2 separate regions of the Sus scrofa genome follow, and region 1 is linked to region 2. The links are chromatin contacts, called in public Hi-C maps. All regions are on one chromosome and are shown on one strand. The core of a region is the stretch at or near the end of the contact, and the rest is flanking DNA. Distances in the headings are between cores, read along the strand shown. Region 1 overlaps SUSD6 (sushi domain-containing protein 6). Region 2 holds the start of SUSD6 (sushi domain-containing protein 6).

Evidence for each region. A called contact is a pair of places that touch in the nucleus more often than the background predicts.
Region 1: a Hi-C map of liver shows a contact between it and region 2, with 4 times the contacts expected there. The contact joins the enhancer-like site here to the promoter of SUSD6 in region 2. A contact is called at or near these places in 1 of 5 promoter capture datasets (liver), 16 of 47 Hi-C or Micro-C datasets (alveolar macrophages, brain, embryonic fibroblasts and 9 more) and 2 of 2 datasets of contacts at active chromatin or transcription factors (alveolar macrophages and skeletal muscle).

The regions. Positions count from the first base shown.
Region 1 is chr7:93,305,566-93,312,791 of Sscrofa11.1, reverse strand. All of the region lies in intron 2 of SUSD6 (sushi domain-containing protein 6), which reads right to left. Among named protein-coding and RNA genes, the nearest start is that of SUSD6, 55 kb to the right of the region's middle. Within about 2 kb of position 3,976, at least 13 of the 83 cell types and tissues checked have an H3K27ac peak or open chromatin away from gene starts, as enhancers often do. A contact at or near this core is called in alveolar macrophages, liver and omental adipose tissue, where this site is marked.
Region 2 is chr7:93,249,136-93,256,001 of Sscrofa11.1, reverse strand. It overlaps SUSD6 (sushi domain-containing protein 6), which reads right to left and starts at 2,290. Exons shown (of 6, transcript XM_001926947.5): 1 at 1,996-2,290.

The DNA of each region.
Region 1 (7,226 bases), core at 2,727-5,226, 55 kb before region 2:
TGCATGTAGAAGTATGTAAACCTTGCACATGTAATATACAAAATACAAAAAAACCCCAACAAACCAACAATAAAATCTCACCTCTACAGACTGAGGGCCCTTAAAAAAATACATGTAAATACATGTGTAAGTATATAAAAACACAGAGGCATGACTGGAAGGATACACATCGATTTAGGATACTGGCTATATCTCTGGAGAAAAAGACATGAAGAAAAACATGGCAAAATATTAAATCTGGGCAGCCAAGTGCTCAGGAATATTAGCCTCTGTATTTTTAATGCTTGAAATTTTTCATTGAAAAACTGAGAATAAAATAATTGATTTAAAATGGCTATTACCTATTGCCATTTACTACTGGTAATTCATAATACCCCCAAACGAAGGAACAGATTGCACATTTACTGTAGGTAATTTATAACACCCCCCAAACTAAGGCATGTCATTTCTTAACAGGGTATTTAGTAACTTGGTAACTTTTCTTCTTCTTCTTCTTTTTTTTTTTTTTTTTTTTTTTTTTGTATTTTTAGGGCTTTGCCTGTAGCATATGAAGATTTCCAGGCTAGGGGTCAATCCTACATCACAGCCACAGCATCGTAGGATCCAAACCGCATCTGTGACCTATACCGCAGCTCACGGCAACACGCTGGATCTTTAACCCACTGAGTGGGGCCAAGGAGCGAACCTGTGTCTTCATGGATACTAGTTGGGTTTGTTACCACCAAGTCACAACACTAACCCCCTAACTTGGTAACTTTTCTAATCTTTACAACCACCTCAGGTCCCATTTGGTCCTAAAATACAGACAGACATCTTAAGATTTACCCAAACTGCCAAATCCTACGGAAGACGAAAGATTACCTCTGCCAGGGCTCTCAATGTATATAGGACCCTGAATCCCAGACCAGTTTCCCCACTGACCCCTGACTGCTCCCACCCCCAATACTCATCTGAAAGCTAAGCTACCAAACAGCACCTGTGAAAATGCTTTTCTTAGGAGTCAGAGAAACATGCAGTAGCTCTTAGCTTGGACTTTGTTTCAAAGGTACTCAGCCTCAATGCCTCTCCCCACCTTCAATTCAAGAGAGCAGCCAGAGTGACCCAGGTGCTGTCAGAGTCAACGTGCATCATTTAACACTACTGCCCCCGCCCCATTCCTCCTTAGTTTATCTTAAATACTCAGTGCTCAGGAGTGGTGCCTCTATGGTGTTAAAACCCAGTTCCCAACCCCTAATGCTTCCTGCCGTGGAGGCATTCCCTCAGGGTACAGTGTTTCTCAACAACAGGCCACCCTCACCATCTGCAACCTGTGAGTTAAATCGCTTCTGCCTCTGGAAAGGAACAGATGAAACCTGCACACTTGGTTTCTTCCCTGCAGGAAAGAGAAGAACCGAAGGGCTAGGAGACTGCCAGATATTATTAAAAACTCTTAAAGAATGCAGACTGCAGAGTTCCTGTCATGGTGCAGCAGAAATGAATCCAACTAGCATCTGTGAGGATGCAGGTTCGATCCATGGCCTCGCACAGTGGGTGAAGGATCTGGCATTGCCGTGAACTGTGGTGTAGGTCACAGATGTGGCTCAGATCTGGCGTTGCTGCGGCTGTGGCATGCAGACTGCTGCACTCCAGACCGACTGAATGGTTCTTTGTGGGTGGGATGTGTGCAAATCTGATTTTAAAAGCAAACAACAGTGAAGTTGGAAAAGCATCACCTCAGAGGATGTCAGTTTTCTAAGTGTGATGAAGGAATCAAACCTCACCACCTTTTCTGCATCCCAGAGTCTTAGGTGGCCAAATACCAAGTTCCCCCTTTCAGCTCTCCCTTGGTTTGGATCCCGCCTGCCCACCAGGCCTGGTGGAGTCTCAGCTCTCTGGAAGCCTTCCCGGACGATGTCAGGGTTAGCAGCACTCAGCACCTGAACCACTCAAGGGAAACGAAGACGTATTCTGTCTTATCTTTCCCACCAGTTAGACTGAGAGGGTTTCAGTTTCTGGCAAAGGGCCCAAGGCATAGCTTCCTAACACTAAAGTAGTTGAAATAATGCTAAAGACAACTGTGTGAGAAAGTCAGTGTTAAACACACACACACACACACACACACACACACACACACACACACACAATGTAGTACAAAAAGTATTTGATCTGCACTAGGAGGACCTGGGTTCAAATCCAGCTTTATCCTTTACTGGCCATGGTAAGTTTTTGTGAGAACACCAATACGACATGATATATAAGAAAGTGCTTTATATCCTGCCAACCGTCAACAGTAGTAAGCTGTTAACAGCTATTACTACCCATTATTCCTCTGATCGCAGGAGGTGGTTCAAATCATTTACTCCTCTTTAGAGCCAAGAAAGGAAATATGCTGGAATAGGCATTGCAACCGTAAAAACACAGAGAGAAAGTCTCAGAAACTTCAAGTCCCAAGGTCTGTGGTTAGTCCCTGCCCTGCTGGAACCTCACCCACTCAGGCCTCTGTGCTTCCACCGGGGCAGGGAGGAGGTGGCAGGGGGCGGCTCAGTAACTAGACTGTGCCTGGCACACCCTGGAGGCCTGTAAGTGCTGAGTGATGAAAAGTTTGCATATACCACCTGGAACAAGAGGGCATTCTCACAGGGACCCCTCCCACCTGCACACCAAGAACTAACTGGGGTTTTAGAGGAGCAAAGTGAGTGAGACAGTGGCTTCCACGTGGGTGAGAACTTAAGAACAGCAACAGCCTCAGCTTCTGGAAGTACCGCCAAAGCCAGTCCTTCAGGTCCTCCTCAAACCGCCCTTGCAGGAGATGAAAAAGCAGAGTGCAGTATCCAGCTGCCGCAGATGAAAGCAGCGTGGTGGGGGAAATGAGAAACAGAGTCAGGATTTCCAATTACTGCTAACATGAAGGTGTTCAGAAGGGAGAAAATTAATGGAATCATCAAAAGGCCGGTGATTTCACTTAAAATGAATTTAATCAACCTCAATCTTCCCCTGTTTCAAGGCAGACCTCCAGCTTATCAGTGCCTGAGCTGCCTGAAAGCCACCCGGGCCGGATCAGAGAGGGGCCAAGTGACAATTAGCTGAGGCTGGGAAATCTTTCATTTGCCCTTCTGGACAGAGGCTGGAGACAGGGGGCCAGACAATGGCTCTGAGGCAGGACGTGCTCATTTTCCCCAGCCCACGCGTCCTTTGGCCTGCCAACACAAACAACAGGAAACAAAGGCTGCGAACGGGGTCGAATTCAACCTGAAGAGCGGCACGGTAACTCACAGCTGCCCCTGACAAGGTGGGCAAAGGAGAGAGGGGAAGAGGAGGAAGGCTGGGGAGCTGCGGCGGTGTCCCTCACAGAGACGGCCGACACAGGGGCCTGTGATCTCCGCAGGCACAGCTCAGCCGCCGACACACACGCCGTGCAAGTGGCGGCTAGCTCTGCCGGAGCGCAGAGTGGGTAGAGTGAGCACCGAGGAAGGACAGAGAGGAGGGCAAAGGAGGACACCCACACCAGGTGAAGGGAGAAATGGACAGAAGTGAGAGAGGCACGCGGATACACCCCTCTACTCCATCCACCAGCAAGTATTCCCACAGGCCTCCCGTGAGCGCACTGCCAGCCTGTGCGGAATGACGGATGACAACTCTGAACACCTGGAAATGAGCACGGATCAGATGGCCTGGGAAGCACTGCCGCTGACGAGTGTGATGATCTGCAGTAAAGGGATCAGCACCCGACAGGGATGCCATGTCACTCCTCTCTGGACAGCAGCACAACTGCAGAGGCTGCAAAGACTCTTTCAAAAGAAGAGTTACTCCGATTTCTAAATGCCTCTGGTTTCAGTTTTAGCAAGCTGGATGGGGTTCTGCTTCAGTACCGTATACCAACAGAAGTTCTCTCGCGCACTGAAAATAAAAAAACAACTAACAAGAAAGCAGAAGTACCCCACCCCGCAGAGGAAGCTGTCAGAGGCGGCATTAAAGAATCTCAGGTATCTGAGCTCAATGAGCCCTGGAGAGCTAGTCTAACCCTTACCTCAGCCCCAAGCAAAGTTCACTGTTCATTCGAGGTGGTACTGGGACTGATGCCAGGACTCCAGCTCAGGGCTCTGCTCTTCATACCACAGACCAGGCTGGGGACAGACTTTCAGAGCCCACTGCTGCCTAAGAGGGGAGAATAAGAAGTGGAGGGAGAAGATGCTGGAGGTGCTGCCACCAGGGGTTCAGCAGGTCTGGCTCCAGATAGCTGGCGAGGACCAGAGCCAGACTGGTGAAGCTAAGAGACAGGATGGTACCTTCCTTAACCATTCAGCCTCTGCCCAGTTTTCAGGTTAGGCTGGTCCACCTGCAGTATCCTATTTCTGAACTTCTCTCTCCCAGCAGGTTCACGATCTCTCCATCCCTCTGCCCCTACACTACCAAATTAGCTCTTAAAAGGTCAGGTGGGCTTGCTCACCCCAAGTGTAAACTGGTGGGTCTTAAAGCGCAGTCCTCAGATCACTAGCAGTAGCCTGTAAGAACTTAGTAGAAATACAAATTCTGGAGTTTCTGTTATGGCTTAGTGGTAATGAATCCAACTAGTTATCCATGAGGATGTGGGTTCGATCCCCGGCCTCGCTCAGTGGGTGAAGGATCCGGCCTTTCTGTGAGCTGTGGTGTAGGTTGCAGATGCAGCGAAGATCAGACATTGCCGTGGCTGTAGTGCAGGCTGGCAGCTACAGCTCTGATTCGACCCCTAGCTGGAACTTCCATATGCTGTGGGTATGGCCCTAAAAAGCAAACAAAAAAAAGAAAAAGAAGAAATACAAATTCTCAGACCTCATCCCAGTTCTGATGAATGAGAAGCTCTGGAGTCAGGGCCCAGCAATCTGGGCTCTCCAGGGGATTCTAATGCACATTCAAATTTAAGACCCAACGGTGCATATATTTTACAAGCTTCAGCCTGTTGCTTCTCTTGCAAGTAGGTGACACTTAACCGGCACAGCTGAATGAGCTGAATTTCAAGCCTAGGAGCTTCCACTGGAGGAAGAGCTTTCCAACCCAGCATATTCTTCCCCTGCTTCCAGGGTTAAGACCTTGTACAAGACCACAGGGGAGTTCCCTGGTGGTCTAAGGTTAGGATTTAGTGCTTGCACCTTTGTGGCCTGGTTCACTCCCTGGTCTGGGAACTGAGATCTGACATCAAGACGATGCACGCTGCAGCCGAAAAAAAAAAAGTACACAGACTGTCCTTGAGGCTGTGACCAGAGGCAGGAAAGCACAGGCTTGGAGAGAAAGATCTTAACGGCCCTGAAGGGCCTTACCTAGAAATAATAATGGAACCTCCCTTTGCCAGCTGTGAACTGCTGAGACTAGACTTCAGAAGAGACCATGATGAGCCAGGGGCTCAGGCCACTTCCTGACTGGAGAGTTAGTATGACACTGATCTGCCCAGATGCTGTCCCACCTGATGGAGGCTGCAGAACTTGTTCTACAGGAAAACTGGCCTGAGCCAGACATTCGGGGTGGTTCCTGACTCCACCTCCACCGGGCTTTACCATGGGACCCACAGAATCCAACATGCACCTGCTGTGAGTGCCCTGACACAGCCTGGGCCACACTGGGTTGGCAACTGGATTTGCACTGGTGGCGACTAGGTTTGCACTGGTGTGTGCCAGGAAGCTGGCACCCTGGTGCCACCAGCCACAGCCTAAACAGAACAAAGAACCTGGCCAGCTCCCTTTCTGCTTCCCTGCCAAACCTACCACGATTAACCTTCTACTTCTCTAGCTTACACCTGGCCCTCATTCCCAACAGGGACTCTGGGGCTTCCCGGAGGAAAACAGTTGTCAGATTTCCAGGCCTCTCAAAATCCTGACTATAACAACCTTGTCTGACATGACTGTGGCTGTGGAAAAAACCTTTTTTTAGTGATCCCTAAATTTCTCCTCTCACCTCCTTTATTCCCAGGGGTGAGGCAGTCACACATTTGGAGGTCCAAGCTTTAGATACCAAAGATTTGGGCCTCAAACTCAAGATTTGGGGCTCTGTTGGAAACTTTGGTTTGATCTCCTATACAAACGAGGCTATTAATTAAATGTCGGCCTCCTGCCCAGCGAGGGATGAAGGATTAACCAGTTAATGCAAACCAAGTGCTTTGAGCAATTCAGCAGAAAGATGCTCTCTTAAAAAAAAAAAAAAAAAAAAAAAAAAAAGAGGAGTTCCCATTGTGGCTCAGCGGTAACAAACCTGACTAGTATCCATGAGGATGCAGGTTCAATCCCTGGCCTTGCTCATTGGGTTAAGGATCCAGCGTCGTTGCAAAATGCAGCATAGGTCACAGACGCAGCTCGGATCTGGCATTGCCATGGCTGTGGCGTAGGTCCCAGCTGCAGCTATGATTTGACCCCTCTCCTGGGAACTCCCATATGCCAGGGGTGTGTGCGGCTATAAAAAGGAAGAAAAAAAAGAGCAGTATAATAATCCTCTCCGTTATAATAGACTTTTATGGTCTACCCAGAACTTTCACATGTATTACCTCACTAATTCCATTATTCACAATCTTAATCATTCCTGCAGGGCCAGGGTCTGCCACTACTGGTAACGGAATGTCTGAATGCCAGGGAGAGGGATGCCAAGCTTCTCAAGTGCCTGATGTGGAGGACGGGTTCCTTTGCTGAAAGCCTCTCTCGCGAAACGCAACACACAACCCCGCTGGAAGTCACAATGCTTCTCTGCACCTCGAACACATCAAATCACGGACAGCCCTCAGGGCCGCATCCCAGATGACACGTCCTGGAATCCACGCGCCCACCCAGGTGCCAGCTGCTCTGCCCTCTTCTCCCTCCCCACACCCTCTGGCCTCGCCGTGGAATTCCTGATGCAGAGACCCACATGGGACCTGTGTGGTGCAATCAGACAGGCTGAAATAAGTCATCCTGTCAGACACGCCTCCCAAGGCTGGCTGGGCTGAGGCCAAGGATGGGGGGCCTGTCCCGAGTGACCCCTGGAAGGGCAGCCTTACTCAGCCCGTCACTTCCTGTTCCCACGGCAAACAGGAGCCCATTCTTCTCATCCTCATCTTCTCCACAGCTGGTACCCAAATCAACAGCCTCCTCCAGCCCTCCTTACGTCCCTGTTTAGACTCCTTCAACCCTTAATCCATGAACTGGTGTTTGTTTTTTCTTCAGCCCTTTGATTCTTACCACCAAGCTTCTGCCTCCTCCTCCTCCTCCACCCTCCTCCACCGTTCTGACAGCTCAGCCAGGAACGGCACC
Region 2 (6,866 bases), core at 1,041-3,540:
CAAATGGTAAGCAAACTAGAAATTAAGAGTATAATCTAGTAGTTGAGAGTGTGCGCTCTACCAGGAGCTACATTTGTGACCTTGGGTGAGTTATTCGCTTCGGCTTTGGGAATAAAGACAAAATCTACCAAAAAAGCTTGTTGTTTATTAAATAAAATCAAGAAAATTCTTGGCTCAAAGCTCAGTTCACAGTAAGTCCTCAAGAGCTTTTCCTTGTTATTGCTAATATTTTTATCTTGTTAAATAACCTCCTTACTGAGGAGCAGGCAGACAACCCTCCCCTCCAACTCTGTGAAAATTTTCATTTCTGGTTGAATATGCATCTGGCTAAAAATGAACAGCCCAGAAAACTCAAAACTCAATGCCAAGCACATGTCTCTACTAGCCTCCACTAGATATGACAACTTGGGTGTAGAATTCCCAAAACAAAAAAGGTGTATGCATTCACATCATTTACACATATATTTTAAATGACAGCGATGAAAAGAACAAGAAGTGCATTAACCAGTGTAAAGGATGGAAAGCAGAAACTGGCACAACACTGTAAGTCAACTATAATTTAAAAAATTTTTTAAATTAAAAAAGAACTTATTCATAAAACAGAAACCAACTCTTAGATTTCAAAAGAACCGATGAGCTAGGACCAGCCTCCCCTCCAACTCACAGATTTCAAAATCAAACTTACGGTCACAAAGGGGAAACCATGGCGGGGGAGGATAAATTAGGAGGATGGGGTTAACACATACACACTACTGTATATAAAATAGATAACCAAGGACCTACTGTATAGTGCAGGGAAATCTACTCAACATTCTGTAATAACCTATACGGAAAAAAAAATGGATACACATTTATGTATAAGTGATTCACTTTGCTGTACACCTGAAACTAATACAAATTTTAAGTCAACTATATTACAATAAAATTTGAGGAAAACAAGAGAAATGAAAAGGGACAAAAGGCACACTCACCACCTCAGCAGACCTAGAAAGGCAGTGAAGACCTACAGTTTAATTGAACTGGGTAGTTTTACTGGACCTCTCTACAGAGCACACACAAGCACAGTTAGCAGGAGCAAAAGAACCCAGGAAGCTGTCTGCCACCGAGGGGGCATTCTATGGGAACAGCAGCATCAGGCCTCTTTGCCAAGCTGTGAACTTCCCTGGAACCAGCCAAAGAGTTGTTTCTGATGCCTCTATTCTCCCAGGTCTTAGAGTCCCCAAAACCACTTCCCCTTCCTGATCTCCTTACAGATAATTGTTCCCAATTCTGCAGCCCCACAGTCACAACCCCGTGGGAAGGTCAGACCTAAACCAGTATTTGGAGTCCCTAAAAGCCAGAAGTAAAATAGAAAGTCTACATACACAAACAGGAAGTGGTTTCGGTGTCTGTCAGCCCGGATAATAAGAAAAGTTTTTGAGATTAAAGACCAGAACAGGCACAGGGGCTCCAAAAAGCTCCGGGGCTTCCATACCCGGGCTCCAAGGTATCCTCGGTCCACCGTCGCTAAGCCGACCCTACCCGGAGCAGGACCCAAAGCTTTAGTTGGTCTGAGTGCAAAACAGTAACACTAATAGTAACAGCAAGACAGCCTCTGCCTATTTATCTACACTCCAGCGATCTGCAAAGCGTAGTCTCCGTCCTGAACTACCGACCATAGCAGGACCCCAGGAGCCGAGACCCCCGCCACCAAGTTCCCGGCCGCAAACCGGCCGCCCAGTCCTTCTCCAAGCCCGGCACAGCTCACCCCGCTGCCCTCTCAGTCCCGCGCCAGGCCGGCCCACGCCGGCACAGGCAGGGCTCGCCGCCGGGCGTCGAGGTGACAGCGAGGCCGGCGCGGGGAGTGCGGAGAGCAGCGGACGTTGGGTGGCCGGCCCCAGCTCCCCAGCATCCCTCCCGGGCGGTGCGCGCTGGCCCTGCGCCCCTGACAGCCAGCCAGCGGTCCAGTGACACAATGCCGGCCCCCGCCGCCCCTCGGCCGCGGTGACAACTCACCCGGGGAACGGCGTGGCGACCTCCGGGATGGGGGCGCTCGCACCTTCCACCGCGCAAGGATCAGCTCCGCTGCCTGCGCGCACCCGCAGCCCTCTAGGGTCTGGGCGAGACCCCGCGTACCCTGGTCTGGCTGGCGCCGGGCGGCGCTGCAAAACGAGGAAGCGGGAGTCGGGAAACAGGCTGTCGCCGGCTTAGGAGAATGGAACGCGGCGGCGGCAGCGGCGGCGGCGGCAGCAGTTTCCGCGTCACTGGCCCAGCTGTACCGCGCGGGCGGGGGAGGCCCGTGGAGGGGGAGGGGAAGGGGCGGGCAATGGGCGGGGCCAGGCGCGCACGCAACAAGCGCCGGCGTCGCGCCGCCGCGACCGCCCGGCTGGGAGGATCGGCCGGTCGATGGCTGCCAGCACGCACGCGCCGCCCGCCGGCCCGCACGCCCCGAGGCGGGTGAGACGGGGAGTGGGGCGGGCTCGTCTTAAAGGGACAGTGTCGCGCCGACTTCGCTCTTGTGGACCAGTTGATGGTACAGACTCAGACTGCGGTGCCTTTGCGGTGCGCTCTCCATCTCTTTTACAATTAGTAGTAGTATCGTTATTTGGATTTTTAGGATATTATTTGTATTATTGGATTACTATTATTTGCAAAAATTGGTTTGCTTTCCCTTTGACAAGGCTTTCATTCATGCTGCCTTCTTAGCTCCTGAATCGCTCTCCAGGCCTGTCGCTAGGGCAGGTCGTTATCTTCCTATTAAGCAGTACTTCTCAAACTGTGGTGCAACTGCCTACCTCAAACTGCCCCTAAGTTGGGGGTGTAAAAATGCAGATTCGCGGTCCCACATCCAGCCATTCTGATTCAAAAAACTACGATTGGACTCTGGAATCTTTATTTTAACAAGCATTCCTAAGTGATTCCTCAGCGTACTAAAAAGCACGCAACAGATCTCAAGGTTCAGAAAACCGAAGTTCAGAGTGAAGACTGGCAGAGTTGGAGCTAGAACCCGCCACATTCCTAATTTTATTTCCCATTCTGAGCCTTGTCTCCTGGGGCAATTTTCCAACATTATACTATGCCAACCGTTGTGTACTTTATAGAAACAGCATCTATTGGTGATCCCACTGGGGGCCTAGGAGATAAATCCTCTGGAAGTATTTACAGGACTTGTGACCCCTTGATGACAATGGTTATGACTTTTTATTTTTTGCTCCAGGCCCTTGAACAGTGCCTGGTCTCGGAGGTGCTCAATGAATGTGGAAACTTTCCTACTTGAGAATCAGTACCAGAGACTTCAGCCTATGCTGCAGCTTGGGTCTCAGATGCCCATTGGAGGAGGACACACCCTCTCTGGGCCTCTCACCTAGCCTAGTTCTAGTAGGTTCTCTAGAAAAGTGCTGTGAATGATCAGGTCTCATTTTCAAAAAAGTGCAAAAACAAAGCAAGCAGAGTGCAGCCCCCACCCCATCATGCCCACATACGCATCCTCCAGAGAACACTTCCAACCTGGGCCCCACAAACCTACGGCTGTTGCTTCCTTTTCTATAAGCCTGTCCTTGCTCTGCCTCCTTTCCTCCTTGAGTTCTGTTAAGAAGAAAACCCACAGGCCCAAAATGGTGTCACTTGTGCTAAAGCCCATGATACCAAACCTAGATTTAATACCTAACCTAATTGCAGTTTCAGCCTTCACCATAAATGTAATCTTAACCAGTTTCGAATTCTCTGGCCAGCACCAATGAGATGCTGTCACATAGTAATCTGTCACATGGACCCTCACCATTCCCCAGAGGAAGAAGAGGCAATCTGCATGATAAAACCCTTGCCAGTTTTCTCCCTCCAAAAAAGATGTTAGGGCATAAAAAAATAATTTTTATTTTCTTTTACTAATAGCTCCCTTGCCCTATTCTTCCTATAAAACCCTTCCATTTTGTACAACCCCTCTGAGTGCCCTTCTAGTTGCTAGACAGAAGGTCTCTGATTTCTGAATCATTGAATAAAACCAATTAGATCTTCAGATTTACTTGGTTGAATTTTGGAGGGTCTTCTTTCATCTTTTTTTAATTACTTTTTTTTTAAATTGAAGAATAGTTGATTAACAATGTTGTGCCAAATTTTAATATTTCCTAGGTCCAGACTCACTGGAGAAGATGGACACGCTCCCTTCCTACTCATCTCTCCCACTACGGGGGCCATAGCACGCAGATCACCAAGAAGGTTAAAAGCAAATAATAGATCTTCTGGGATCTGCAACAGAGTTCAGCCACAGGCAGACCCCAGGCCTCTGAAAGCAGCAAGGTGGAGAGGAAGCAAGGGAAGGGGTAGGGAGGAATTAGAGAAGACCGAGGAGGGGAGAAGAAAAGGACAAGCAGAATGTCCTGGCAAGCAGCTTGGCATAAGAGAAGATGGAGTGGGCCAGACCTTGGAGCCCCTAGTTTTGCACTGCAGTCAGTTTGACCACTAATAACCACTGACTGGTGACCTCATGCAAGACCCTCCACCTCTCACATTGTAACATGGCTTTTGAGACCCTTCGCAAACTGTTACTATCTAAAAATCCTCCCTGGACCTCCCAGTGTCCACAGAACAAAATTAAACTTAGAGCATGTCGTGGACTGTGTCCAGGGTGCACTGCAACCTGGCCCAGGTCCTCTCCCTCCCTCCGCACATCCCATGCTCCAGCCTGCACGCCTCTAGCAAGCCACTTCCCCTCACATCTCAGAGCCCTGGCCCAGGCTGTTTCCTCCGCCTGGGATGCCCTCCCCACTTAACCCTTTGCAACTTTTCCAGAGCTGCCTATCTACCCTTGTGTGGTGTTTTGGAAGAACCTCAGTTTCGCATCTATTTCCATCTGCCTTATACGGCCAGGGTCTCTTTCCTCCCTTTGTAAACACTGGCTCCCAGCCTCTTCTGGCCCCCCCACTCTCCTTCCTGCCTCAGGCTCCACTGGCCTCCTCTATAGAGCTGAGCAGAAGCCCCTGTTACATTTTGCCAGTGGGCTTTGCTCATCTCCCCTGAAAATCAAAGTGGGGGGTGGTATTCCCTAGCAGAGGTTAAATATTTCCATGCCAGTAAAAAGATAATTCCAAAGATGAACTGGAAGAGTAATTTAGATTTGGAGAGTCCCAAGTGGGAGGAACCATTGATTTTTTTAAATTAAAAAATTGTTTTCAAATTTTTTAGTATTTTGGAAAATTCAACTGTTTTACTGAAATACAATTCACACACCGTATTATTCATAATTTAAATGTATAATTGTATATTTAAAGTATACAATTCAATAGCTTTTTAGTATATTTACAGAGTTGTGCAATCATTACCACAATCTATTTTATTTTATTTTATTTCATTATTATTTTGTCTTTTTGTCTTTTTAGGGCCACACTCACGGCATATGGAGATTCCCAGGCTAGGCGTCAAATCGGAGCTGTAGCCGCCAGCCTATGCCGAAGCCACAGCAACGGCAGATCTGCGGAATCTGCAAGCTACACCACAGCTCACGGCAACGCCGGATCCTTAACACACTTATCAAGGCCAGGGATCAAACCTGCACCCTCATGGTTCCTAGTCGAATTCATTTCCGCTGCGCCACACACTCCAGTTACCAAAATCAATTTTAGAACATTTTCTTGGTCTCCAAAAAACAAACTCTATACGCATTAACAATCATTCACCATTTCCTTTGCACCCCACCCCCTGCCCTAGGCAACCAGTAATCTACATTCAGTTTCCATTGATGTGCTTTTTCCAGACATTTCATGTACAGAATCCTACAATATATGGGCTTCATTATTGATTTTTTGTGTATTTCTTACCCCAACATAATGAATCTTAAAGCTAATTTTTTTTTTTTTTTGCTTTTTAGGGCCGCACCTGCAGCATATAGAGGTTCCCAAGCAAGGGGTCGAATCAGAGCTACAGCTGCCAGCCTACAGGCAGGATCCAAGCAGTGACTGCAACCTACACTACAGCTCACGGCAACGCCAGATGCTTAACCCACTGAGCGAGGCCAGGGACTGACCCCGCAACTCCATGGTTCCTAATCGGATTAATTTCTGCTGTGCCGAGATAGAACTCCTTAAAGCTAATTTTTAAATTTTCACTTATTTAACCCCCTGCCTTAAATCAAGAGGACTTACAGTGGCTTTTCAAGCTAATATTTCTGGGTCCTTCCAGATTTCTAGTACAAATCTTAATACTCTGGAAAATGGCTTGGTGGTTAGATGCAGGCTAATGGCGAGTAGAGTAATCAGTCAGCCCAGTTTGTTTTAAATCCAAGGCCTTGGGCTTCCAGAGCTAAAACCAGTACAGTCCTGGGCAAACCAGGACAACCTGGTCACCCCCGTGGAATGAGTCAGAGGGCATGGTATTCCTTCTCTTTCTTCCAGGAATCTAGGAGCGTGTGCCTCTACCACTTAGAGGGCAGGAAAGAGGAGCATGGCTCCATGAAAGTGAAGGTCAGAAGAGGTTCAAACTTAGTACCACTGACCCTTGAACAGGGCGGGGGTAGGGACCCCCACCCTCTTGGCAGTCAGAAATCCACATATAACTTATAGTCAACCCACCTTATATGGGGTTCCTCTGTGTCCACAGTTGAATCCACATCAAAGGGGGATGCTATAGTATTTAGTGAAAAATACCTGCATGTAAGTGGACCCAAGCAGTTCAAACCCATGTTGTTCAAGGGTCAACTCTACTTGACATCTCTGTTGCCATTGTTGTTACATATAACAGCAGGAACGATAGCTGATATTTATTGAGCACCTACTGGGTGCCAGGTACTTGGTAGGGACTTTATATGGGTAACCACTAATTTTGTTGTTGTAGTTGTTTATGTTTAATTTTATGGCTATGCCCATGGCATATAGAAGTTCCTGGGCCAGAGACTG